Regions from separate parts of the Mus musculus genome. Here all the other regions are linked to region 3. A link is a contact called in public ChIA-PET and promoter capture Hi-C data. All regions are on one chromosome and are shown on one strand. The core of a region is the stretch at or near the end of the contact, and the rest is flanking DNA. Distances in the headings are between cores, read along the strand shown.

Region 1 (4,191 bases), core at 857-3,356, 580 kb before region 3:
CTTGGAAGACAAAAGAGAGGTAGAAAGATCCCAAAGAAGCAAAGGTGGGTGTTGAAATACAGGAATCCAGGACCATGTCACATGTCATATAAGGGCAGATGGAATGGTTTAGGTCATGTGAGGAGACTGGACGTTTAGCTGCCTGTCAGAGCTTCCAAGATCCCCCCCTCCCCCCCTATCTCATGCAGCATGTTTACTAGGTCATCAGAAATGGTGAACTTTGCATGTTTTCAGACAGGGTCTTTTTCGTCCAAGCTGGCCTCTGAACTCACTATGTAGCTTAGCCGGGCTGCCTCTGCCTCCCAAAGTGCTGGGAGTGGCCACTCCAGTGTGACAGTCACTCATACACAGATCTGGAAGGCACTCATTCATTTCCTATCATCTCCTGTTACAGGAGAGGAAATTGAGGTGAGAGGGGAGTGACTTTTGACCACACAGAGAAACAGATCCGAGGCGTGGGGTAGGCTCCTTCTCAGGAAAGTTAATGATTAGAACCTACTCAGAGCTATAGCATTGTCACCATAGTTACTAATTAAGCCATGCTCACTGAGAAGACTCGCTTCAAACAGACAAGTGCAATGCTCTATGGGCAATCTATAGATTGTGGTAGTGTGACCCAGTCACTTATCTTGGAGTCCACTCATAACAGCTTAACCTCTGTGGGCTTACACGTCCTCCTCACTGCAGGCCACAGGAGGGCCTGCTTCAAACTTTTGGGAGGAGGAATTCAACTAAGATGACTTCCCTAGTGTTTGAGCAGAGTAGGTAATACAATCTGCTTCCCGTGTTTTCTGTCTCCAGATAGGGCTGTAATTACACACAGGAGGAGGAAAGGCAGTCGAGACCAGTTATGTAAACTCAGCCTTCTTGTCAACGGGATTCTCCGATTGCATTTGTGCAAACCACGGCAACCGTCTGCCAACCGCATGGAGCCAGAATCCGATTGCAGGCCTATGTGAGCGCTTGTATTCTTTCTGGAACTCAGTGTCTGTGTCTCAATATCAAAAGTTGACATTCTGAGGTTAAAACAAAACTCTCACCAACCAAGGCCCAGTACTACAGTTACACTGCTGAAAGCTGGGGACACCAGAGGGAGTCCCCCAGACAAAGTGTCATAAATGGATACGTGGCTTTTGAAATATAGAAACTGGCCTTTGAATTGTATCTTTTTTGTTTGTTTTCCAGACAGGGTTTCTCTGTGTAGCTCTGGCTGTCCTGGAACTCACTCTGTAGACCAGGATGGCCTCGAACGCAGAGATCAGCCTGCCTCTGCCTCCCGAGTGCTGAGATTAAAGGTGTGTGCCACCATGCCAAGCTTGAAATGTGTCCTAAATTTGATCTTTAAGAAAGAAAGGCAGACACTTTCTTATACAATTGAGTCAACACTTGGTAACATTTTAATATTCAATTTCAAGTATTTGGCAGCTTAACATCTCCTTCACTTCTCCCAAATCTGATAAGAACTAGGATGCCCAAGCCTCTCACACTATATGCACATGATTTCAAGACAGCAGGCAACACAGACTTTTGCTTAATGCGTTGAGGTCTTCTCCACTACGACAGACTGGTCATTGGTGTTGATGTGTCCCCCAGAGCTGGCATCCAGTGCTTCGCTCGACACCTGCAGCTTCCAGCTTGCTCTGTCCTCTGTGGAAGGAAAACCACAGCCACCGCCCTGGCGCCATCCCGGGCTTGGTCCAATCAATAAGGACTTATTTCCTGTCCATTTGCTGAGGTCACGGGAGCGAGTCTCATTAATTATTTCTGTTGCTGAAGCCTCAAGTGTGCTCTGGCGTGACAAGTGAAAACCGCGTGACCTTTTTCCTTCTCGTTTTGTTTGTAGTGGTTCCAAAGGATAGATTCATTAAGCAGTCAGATAAAGGACAGAAAAAAAAAATACATATATTTCTAAAGTCATTAAACACGTTACTTATTTCATCACCAAAAGCTCTCCTGTCCGCCTCATTCTCTGGGTTTTTCAGCTAAGGAACAATAGTGTCTTTTTAATTTGGTGTCAAGAAAATCTGGTCACAGCAAACACAATGTTTTCTAAAGCCGATCTGGCCTCTGAGGGAGGGAAGCTCTCCAGGGCCTCTAGTGCCTTGTTTCCATGGTAACGACACAGGTCAATAGCTGAAGTCACACCTTTGCCAGCTTTGATTGTTTCTCGCAACTGTTAGGAAATAAATGCACAATAAGTCAGGTTTTGGTTGTACAGTGAGGACCACAATTTAACTGGGGGTGGGAGTGAGGGACAGGAAACACGTAAATCCAGTATTTCTGCTCTCTCGTCTGGAGAAAGAGGACAGGTTTCCAGGTGCTCTCCAGACACCATCACCTCCCTAAGGCTACGGGAGCCTCGCTCCAGAGCAGCACAATGGCTCCAATCAGCCCAATTACAGCTCCTCTCACAGCCACCCCTTGATCTGCACAGAGTCCCATGCTGGGAAGGCAGTAATGAAGGCCAAGCTGTGGTATCTCTGGCATTTGGAATTCAACAGCGAATTCAACAGCCTCTATTTTATGTGTGTGTGTGTGTGGGAGGGGGTGGGGGGTGGGGAGGGAGGAGGAGCCTCCATTAACATCTTCAAACTTAAAAAAAAAACAATTCAAACACCTTATGTTGATACAATAATCAAAATTCAAGAAAAACACATATTATTAAATCTGAGTATGACTTATTTAAAAACAAAAATATTTTCCTCGGGAAAATGGAACAAAGCATTTTTGCTAATGTAGTGGTTCTCACCAGCCAGCAAATTGACTTCCGGTCTCTCTCTGTGACCAAAGAAAGAACCAAAGGGTCTGACGGGCAATGCTCACCTTTAATTCCAACACTTGGAAGGCAGAGGCAGGTGGATTTCTGTGAGTTAGAGGTCAGCCAGGACTACATGGCCAGACTCTATTTCAAAAAACAAACCAACAAACAGAAAAACAAAGAGGGGGCTGCAGATTTGCCTTGGCCTGCACTCTCCTCCATCTCTGGCGGCTCCCCAAAGCTTCCACAGGCAGCTAGCTGCACGCATATGCGCCAGGCCATACAAGTGACTAGCAATAACATCTTAAAAACACTAAACAAAATCATTATAGTTGTAGTTGGAAAAGGCTTCATCTTTTGAACTTAAATGACCTTGTCCTGTTCAATAGTCTCAGTGAGGGTCTCCCTCACTCCCTCACCTAGGCACCAGGCAGTCCCTGGCTAGCTCACCTGAGGCCAACTCCTCTGACTCTTAGAGACTGGGTGGGGCCAGGTAGTAAGACCCAGTCTATGAGTCATGGAAGATGCATGCTATGGACGGGATGCAGCACGGAACTGTCCGTGGGAATCCCTCTAGGGCTTTCCCTCTGGCGCTGGGGTAGCCCCACAGCAGAGATATTCTACTGCCTGGATACCTGAGTCACAGCAGGGAGCATTACAGCCTTCCTGTGAACGTTTCCTTTTCGTTTTCTGAGACAGGGTTTCTCTGACCTGGATATCCTGCCAGGAAGGTGCTGGCTGTCCTGGAACTCAGAGAGCTGCCTGCCTCTACTTCCTGAGTGCTGAGACTAACAGACAGCATTGCCACCGCTGGACGGATGTGGACATCTTCACTGACAGTCAGCAAGCCCTCATCTCTGCAGCTCCTTTGAGCTCTTTGATTTTCTACTTTTTAAACTGTGCTACACTGGGGTTCTCATCTTCCCCCCAGCTAGGTTATTTTCACATCCTAAAGATCCTTCCCAAGCTCCATCCACATTGCCACACTGCCAAAAAGGTTTATAAATCAAATACGGTCTCGTCTAAAATCTGTCACTGCCTTCCGACAGCCTTAGCAGTTCAAGTTCCCCAGGAGGAACAAGAGTCCTCTCTCCAGTCCCTCCCAGCTTCGTTTTTCTCCCTTCTGTCTTCTGCTCATGTATTAAGGGGAGCTAGCCGCAGTTTTCAGAGCTGACACACTGGCTCCCTTGGGGTTGCCGGTCCACTCCTAGTAAGCCCCTCCCACCCGGATTCTACCTGGGTGGAAGGCACTCAGCCACCCAGGACGATGGCACCAGGGACCAGCTGCTCTTCTCCCTCTGGAGTAGCCTGTGTGCTTCTGGAGTACAGTTACTACAGTGTTGTACTTTAATGTTCTACTCACGTACTGACTTCCCTGTGAGACTTTAAGCTACATACTGTATAATACATAAAACATGAATAAAAATATATGC
Region 2 (3,757 bases), core at 67-2,566, 580 kb after region 3:
CCTCCCGCTGTCTGCGCGGCGAAGGCTGCCACTCAGCGCGCCTTCGCTCTCCCTCCCCTCTGTCCTTGCAATTTTACTCGATTGTTTATTATTTGCTGGGGGCGGGGGCGAAGAGGAGCGAGAGGCGTCTGGAGCCCAGAGACTGGCGGCGGCGGCCAGTCAGCGCTCGGCGTGGCTTGACGAGGAAGCCGCGCAGCGAATGGCGATGCGGCGCAGGGCTCCGGGGTCACGCGCGTGTAGAGACAATGACATCATCTGTTTGTACGCGTCGAACTAGCTTGGTGCAGGGGCGGGGGCCTCACGTCACTTGAGTGACGGATCACGCGTAAAGCCTGGAGGCCGGAGTTCCGGGGTGGGCGGCCTCTGCAGGCTCTTTTAGGCTGGCTCTTTTGGGGTATTGGGTTGTTGCGGAGCCCAGACTTTAGCTGCAGAGACCGAGAGGGTTTTGTTTGGAAAGATACGTATGAACCAGAATGCATGGTAGACTTTTGGTATGCATGTCGCGTGTGGCGCAGAAAAGCACACAGTACGGCCGGGAGGCACGGATCGTGGGATAAGGGATTGTGAAGGTGCGATCTGAAGTCTATAGACTTAGAAAAGTCAAGCACGTAATCAGCTGCTTTAGCATAAGAAAACTGTTGCCCGCTTCCAGTTAGCTATCTTCTGCTCCTGCGTTCAGGACTGGGGCGCACTGCACTTTTCTTCCTGAGTTGCACTTTTCCCACTTAGCCTTAAAATCCGTGAAAAGCGAAGCACGACTGTCGCCGGGTGTCCCAGGTGAGGGTCCAGTGACACACCTTTCGGCGCGATCTTCGCCGGCCAGTGTTTCCACGCCCAGGTAACCCTTGTCACCTGCGGCTGCCGGCTTAACCCGGGTGTTCCCTGGTGTCAGGTTCTAATAAGGAACCCGATACTGGGGCGGGCTCCGACCCCACGCACCCACGGGCAGGCCACGGGCCCACGAGCCAAACGCAGGGCCCAAGGCTGAGAGCGCGGGGCGGCGCGCAGTGGTGTGTTGTCTGACCTGGCCTCCCGTCCCGGGCCAGCGTGGCCGCTGAGGTCCCCAGGAGAGCGCGGGACCCCAACCGGGAGGGCTGCGGAGCCGGCCGAGTCCCGACCCGCGCGCGCCCGCCCCCATTCCCGCAGCCCCGCGCAGGCGCGAGGGCGCACACACGCGCACTCCCACACGCACGCACAGCAGCCCTCCCGGCCCCCGCCCCAGCCCTCCCCCTGGGCGGGGACCCGCCCCGCCGTCATCCTAGGTTGAGGCTCCCTGTGAGTGGCTATAACTTTGTGCTGCTGCCGCGGCCGCCCTGCTCGTGGAAGGGAGGAGGAGGAATGTGGAAGGCGGCGGCGCAGCACAGGCTGACAGGCGGTTCCTCCGGCGGGCTGCGGCGGCGGCCCGAGAGTCCCCTCGTCGCGGTGCCCTGGGCTCGCGCGGAATCGTACGCCCTCCCGCCTCGTTCCTGAAGGGAAGGAGCCGAGGTAGGCGCCGGAGCTTTGCAACGGGGCGGCCGCCTTTCCAGTGACTCCGGATCTGTTTCCGAGCTGGGCCAGGCGCTTCCCTTTCCCTCCCCGTGACTCGGTGTGCTCCCCCCCTTCTCTCCCGCTAGTGTCTTTAAAGGACTTGAGGGAAGGGGGAACTGTCAAGATGGCAGCAGCGGGAGCAAGGAGGTGATGAACGGTGCTGGTCCGGGTTTTCATGCAGTCCGAGAGATTTGGCGCTTCCCGACCTGTTGGAAGATTTATGTTCCCACTTGCTTCCTCCTTCCCGTTTCTGACCTGGAAGGGGGCGGAGGGCCCCACGTCCCCAAGAAAATACATCTCAGATCTTCTTAGTCCTGCGGGGTCGGCCCTCTCTCTCTCTCTCTCTTGTTGGAAGTGATCTTGGCAGGTCTGCACCCAGACCCCCACGCTCTCCCTGCTGGTCCGCGGGCGGAGAGGAAAAGACGGGAGTTGCCCGCGCCAGCCCTAGGGGGCCTCTCGCCTGGGAGGGGTGGGGGGGATCGCAGGGCTGGGGAGCGGGAGAAGAGCCCAGGACTCTGCTGACTTGCCCTGCGCCTCCGCGGGAGGCACTTGAGCGAGCCAGAGCCAAACATAAACAAACGCACGCACGCACGCTCGCCCTCCGACCACTGCGGAGCTGTTGGGGTCCGGAGGCCGCCCACACTTAATGGCGCGGCCACCCCTCCCCCGGGACGCCCCTCCCCCCTCCGCCCCGCCATCTAGTCCGGGAGAGACCTGCGGTTCTGGCGACGGCAGCGGGGGAGGGGGCTGCCCCGCGCGGGGCCGTCGATTCGCTCGCGTCTCCCGGGCGGCCAGGCCAGGGGGCGGCGTCTGCTGCGCCAGGTTCGCGGGACGCACGTCCCCAGGTCTATCCGTTCTAGGTGGCGGCCGCGGGCGAGGAGTCTCCGCGGACTAGGCTCCAACACAGGATAACCAACTCTCTCTTCGCGCTTCCCTAGGTAGCTGGAGCTCGAACCTTCGCGGTGCCCCGTTCCTCCCCCGCCGCACCCAGCCTGGGCTCGAGAGGAGAGAGCAAGAGCCCAAGCCGCGGGCGGCGGGCAGGCGGCGAAGATGGCAGAGGCACCAGCCTCCCCGGTCCCGCTCTCTCCGCTCGAAGTGGAGCTGGACCCAGAGTTCGAGCCACAGAGTCGGCCACGCTCCTGTACGTGGCCCCTGCAGAGGCCGGAGCTGCAGGCGAGCCCGGCCAAGCCCTCGGGGGAGACGGCCGCAGACTCCATGATCCCCGAGGAGGACGACGATGAAGACGACGAGGACGGCGGCGGCCGAGCCAGCTCGGCCATGGTGATCGGTGGCGGCGTGAGCAGCACGCTGGGTTCCGGGCTGCTCCTCGAGGATTCGGCCATGCTGCTGGCTCCAGGAGGGCAGGACCTCGGGTCGGGGCCAGCGTCCGCCGCAGGCGCTCTGAGTGGGGGCACGCCGACGCAGCTGCAGCCTCAGCAGCCACTGCCACAGCCGCAGCCGGGGGCGGCTGGGGGCTCTGGGCAACCAAGGAAATGCTCCTCGCGGCGGAATGCCTGGGGGAACCTGTCCTATGCCGACCTGATCACCCGCGCCATCGAGAGCTCCCCGGACAAACGGCTCACTTTGTCCCAGATCTACGAGTGGATGGTGCGCTGTGTGCCCTACTTCAAGGATAAGGGCGACAGCAACAGCTCTGCGGGCTGGAAGGTGCGTGCCTATCAGGGGCTGGTGGTCGGACCTGCCAGGCCTTCGCAGCGCCAAGCGCGTATCGAAGCGGTCGGTTTGCGGCCGTCCAGAGAGGGCTGGCAGAGGAGCTTCGCTGTGAGCCTTTGGGGTGGGGGATTCTTTTCACTCCTATAGGAGGGAAGCCTGGGGATGGCCTCAAAGTGGGAAGGGAGGGTCCTGGGCAAGTTTTGGGCATGCCCAGATGAGTAGGCTGTGGGCAAGGGACACTAAGGAGGAAGGACCAAGACATTTGTATGTGCTGGCTTACCTCGGCTGCGGGGAGGAGGTAGCTCCGCGGCCAACTTTGGAATACAGGAGGTGGAAGTGGGATGCACCGAGGACATTGTGGGTGGAGGGAAGGCGTGTGTGGGGGAGTGTTTGGGACAGCGTTCAAGGCAGTGGCAGGAGCATGATACTAGCAAACTGAGGATCTTTGGGTCCAACTTGTGCTTGTGGGTGTTGACACCAACAGGCAAATCGATCCCATTAGAAAAAGCAATGATTGCAGACTGTTCCCTGGCCGGCTCTCACGCCTTTCCTCACA
Region 3 (3,890 bases), core at 1,015-3,514:
TCCAACCATCTAGTCAAAAAAATATTAAAACTTCTGTCTTTGTCCTTCAGGGTATTGTTCAAATTTTTATCACACGCAAGCAGTATTGAATATATTAAAAGTCCTTGGGTTTTTTTCAGTTGGCAAGATCAAAGCGGAGGAGCTGAGGTGACAACCTTTGAGTTTGGCTTGTTTCCTAGATCGCCTATGACCTCCAACCTTCAGCCCCACAACGAGAAGAGAAGCAGAAAGTGAAACTACTGTTGCTCTAGCAGAGAACAGCAGCCGCAGAAGAACTGTGCAGATGAAAGCCGAGCTTGCCCGCTCGTTCTTCCTGTCTCGTTATTGCTCATATATAGCTTTTAAGGAAATAAAAGTAATTTTGGTGACACGGGTAAGACATTTAAATGTGGTAAAACAACTAAGATTTGGGATTTTGTTGGATCTGTGTTTCCTCTTATGACACAAATCAGACAGGCAGATTTGGAGAAGGTTTCTACACACACACACAGTCACAATGTTAAGAGTGAGAGAAACACATTCATGTTTTAATAGTAGTTGACAGCTATATTTTAAAGGTAGACTGTAAAGCTACCAAGCGGCTTCTCTGCACGGGGCATCAATGTTTACATTTTAGCTGCATTTTGATGCTACGCAGTGCTAGTTTTCTAGGTAATTGCCACCCAGTAGCTGTTACTCAGATCGACTGAGCCACTTCTACCAAGCAACAAGCACACAAAATGTTCCATAAAATACTGTCTAAATCAGGCACCTTCTCCTCTACAGCCATCTCCATACTTCTACATGTTCTCCAGACATTCCGTTTTGTTTTGTTCTTAATGAGAAAAAAGTCTTGAGGAGGGAAAGACATCTATGTCTCTTACCCTTCAAAAAAAAATGTTCCTTAGTTGAGAAAGGAATTAAAAACATGGAACACACAACAACCACATCTGGATCACTTTTCAAGCATCCCAGCTACAAAGCCCCATTTCTCAGAGAGCTGCTGATGGTCCTAGCCCTCTTGAGAAATGTCATGACCCTAGAAAGACAACACAGCAAGCCGCCACCTCTGGCTTATTGTCGAAAATAACGGCAAGAACTTAGACTCAAGCGCATCAATGATGAGTGAAAACTGCTAACTCAGCAGCCATACCCACTGGTCCTGTCCATCCGCAGAGCAACCTGTAGACGACACCCGGGGCTGCAGGCAGAATGAGTGGAAGCTATTTGGGGTCACATAGGACTGTGTGAGGGGAGGAGGTGACTTTGTCTTTGAACTTGGGGAAACTCCAAACATTCCATACTAACCTGTTAGTTATTTCCTCCTAAAAAAACTAATAGCAGGAACTTGCAAACAATTAATACTCTCCTTATCTATGACTGGTACATCAGCAACCAACAAAAACACATGAAATATCCCATCTGCAGCATTCAACACAAGTAAATAAAATTCAATTTGAAAACAAATGCTTTGATGAGTGCTTATATCACAGCCAATTTTAATAATCAATTTTAGGTAAATATTTGTAACCTAATCCATACTACAAATTTTAAATTAATAATACAAAATAAGACAAAATTATTATTAGGAAAAAAACCATATTCATGTTTGAAATAATAAAAAATTTGCACATATTTACATATAGACTTAAAGAGAGGTTAAGTGTATACATGTCAAAAATGGTTATAAACTGTGTTTTTACTTTAAATCTCCCTTTGATATATAGTTAAAAAAAATCAAACATTATATTTTGCATGTTAGGATCCGAAGTTTACCCACCGGGCTCAGTAGTTTTAGCACCAGACACTCGTGCATTGCCAGAGAGGCAGGCATGCAAACCCTCCCAAATAAACTAAAGCAGGTAACCTGTTGTGCCGCCAGCCCAAAGAGAAGGAGCCATACAATGTACCACAGCACACCCGCCAGCATGCGTCTCCCTTACCTACAGCTTGGTCACAGAGCCCTGACCAGGGTGTTGCTTGCTGAGGTCTGGAGTGGTGGCTTAGAAGACAGGTGACTTCCTGCACACACACTGCGAGTATGGCACAAGCTATCTTCCACCCGTGTGCTACGCCTGCCTCACAGCTAGTCGCCAGCAGCCCAGCTCGCCGCCGCTGCAAACATCTCATTAGACTAATGCATTCAGTACAGGCAGAACACTCGATTTACCATAGCTACAGCAGTGAATTTCCATTACGATGACAGCTTCAACCACATCATGTCCGGAAAACCAGCCAACCGCTGGCTTCTAAAGAACACACACACATTTTACATGCAGAAAGCGAGGACTCTGTGTGTGTGTGTGTGTGTGTGTGTGTGTGTGTGTGTGTGTGTGTGTGTGTGTGTTATTTCTTTCCTCTGTACAGACAGACCAGCTAAGAGAAATACACAGCACAGCTTTTTGTGAACAGCAGCCGCCAGGTAATGATACTTCTGCTTCTTAGATAGTTACTTCCTTGTAAGAAACTGAATTATGTCACAATAGTCAGAATGGGTGTTTCCTGCATTTCAGTTTTCATTACCCCTCCTCCGTTGCCATAGAAACCAGACTGTAACATCATCTCTTTGTCCCAGTCTTGCAGCAGTGAGGGCCACACCAGGCTTATAAGACTGTTACGATCTGACAAGGCTAATGTTTGGCTTTGGGGGGAAAAGAAGAAGAAAGAAAGAACAATGGTATACCAACAGAAAGCCTGTGTGTTGTCAGAGGTGTGGACCTGTACTGATGACACACTGTGGCTGTACCTGTTAGCTCTAAAGCTGCCTATCCTACGTTTAATCCACATCTGTGTGTGCACATCTGGAAGTGTTTCTCCATGCCCAAACACTCTTGGGACCTGCCTGGGAAAGGGCTGCTGTCTCTCCTCCATACCCACTGCCTGTCCACTAAACCAGTTTACACCAGAGAAGGTGCCTTTTCTCCTCCCTTCTTTTTATAAAGTGAGTCGAGGTTTTCTGCTGCTGACTTGACTCATCTGGGGAAATGGGATGTGTCTCAAGTGTGTCTTATAAGATACCTGGTTTACAAATACAGGCTGTCTACCGGGTTTGCTTTTAGGGACAGGGAGCATGCTTGTAGCCAGGACTGACATTAAACTAATTTGGAAGGTCTGGGTCACAGCTTAGCCAGTTACTGAGTATGAAAAATTAAAAAGGACCTACAATTTGAATGCATATGTAGTGTGAAGTAAATTTGTCCCCTCAAATTAAATAGATACAGGAAATTGATGTTTTTTTTAAGTCAAAGCATTATCCTTACTAAGAAAGAAGGAATTCCCTGGGTGGCATGTGTCCTTTCTGCCTAGGTCCGCTGCCTGCCACAGCCCTGACTCCTCTGCCCCAAGGTGGTTCCCAGGCTGGCCGGGGCCTGGCCCAGCTTGGATGGCAGTCTCCATTCCTACCAAGTGCCATAAAGAGTCAAAAATTTGTACCAACAGTGTAGTATGTGTCCCCTTTGACATCCAAGGGAATCAAAGGCTGATTAGTGAAACAAGATTGGCCCATAGAAGCTCTCAATAAATTTCTATTTTATGAAAGATACAGACAGTTTGGCCCAAGTAGAAATTATTAGGGTTATGGGACTGGCTTTGGACTGAAATTCATGATGTAGAAATGGAAAAGTAACACGTTCACAACAAAGTGCAGACTCACGCTGTTAAGGAACGTAGATGGGAAGAGACATAGAGCTCTCTCCTCATGGGAAGAGGCCTTAGGGGAGGCGGTGAGCTGCCGAAGACAGCATCATGGCTCGCCACTGACCTACAGCAACCCTTTTGGACTCGTATTTAAACTATTGAGGGTTTTTTCCTTTGGAAATAAATATGTTATAAAACTGAAGGGGAAAAGTAAAAATGAAGACAAGGAAAAGAAGGAATCCACATCCTTTATTTACCTGTTGAGTTTTGATGTT

What was found. Promoter capture Hi-C pulls out the DNA fragments that hold promoters and counts their contacts. ChIA-PET counts read pairs in DNA pulled down with a chosen protein or histone mark.
Region 1: a promoter capture Hi-C map of embryonic stem cells shows a contact between it and region 3, with 2.2 times the contacts expected there. The contact joins the enhancer-like site here to the promoter of Scml4 in region 3. A contact is called at or near these places in 5 of 39 promoter capture datasets (embryonic stem cells, hippocampal neurons, liver and 2 more), 2 of 484 Hi-C or Micro-C datasets (cortical neurons and embryonic stem cells), 4 of 115 datasets of contacts at active chromatin or transcription factors (embryonic basal ganglia, embryonic forebrain, embryonic stem cells and 1 more) and 1 of 9 other capture datasets (embryonic stem cells).
Region 2: a contact with region 3 is called in an RNA polymerase II ChIA-PET map of memory CD8 T cells, with 55 read pairs. The contact joins the promoter of Foxo3 here to the promoter of Scml4 in region 3. A contact is called at or near these places in 2 of 484 Hi-C or Micro-C datasets (CD8 T cells and regulatory T cells) and 5 of 115 datasets of contacts at active chromatin or transcription factors (double positive thymocytes, large pre-B cells, memory CD8 T cells and 2 more).

Annotation. Positions count from the first base shown.
Region 1 is chr10:43,437,781-43,441,971 of GRCm38.p6, reverse strand. Pdss2 (prenyl (solanesyl) diphosphate synthase, subunit 2) reads right to left here. Exons shown (of 8, transcript NM_027772.2): 8 at 1,724-2,173. The coding sequence ends at 2,015. Among named protein-coding and RNA genes, the nearest start is that of Bend3, 39 kb to the left of the region's middle. Within about 2 kb of position 2,106, at least 95 of the 459 cell types and tissues checked have an H3K27ac peak or open chromatin away from gene starts, as enhancers often do. A contact at or near this core is called in embryonic forebrain, embryonic stem cells, extraembryonic endoderm stem cells and 2 more, where this site is marked.
Region 2 is chr10:42,274,254-42,278,010 of GRCm38.p6, reverse strand. It overlaps Foxo3 (forkhead box O3), which reads left to right and starts at 1,316. Exons shown (of 4, transcript NM_001376967.1): 1 at 1,316-1,485; 2 at 2,466-3,195. The coding sequence starts at 2,578. Gm38485 (a long non-coding RNA gene) reads left to right here and starts at 3,202. Exons shown (of 2, transcript XR_380269.1): 1 at 3,202-3,757.
Region 3 is chr10:42,858,886-42,862,775 of GRCm38.p6, reverse strand. Scml4 (Scm polycomb group protein like 4) reads right to left here and starts at 2,264. Exons shown (of 9, transcript NM_172938.3): 1 at 1,923-2,264. It overlaps Gm34006 (a long non-coding RNA gene), which reads left to right. Exons shown (of 3, transcript XR_380280.4): 3 at 120-370.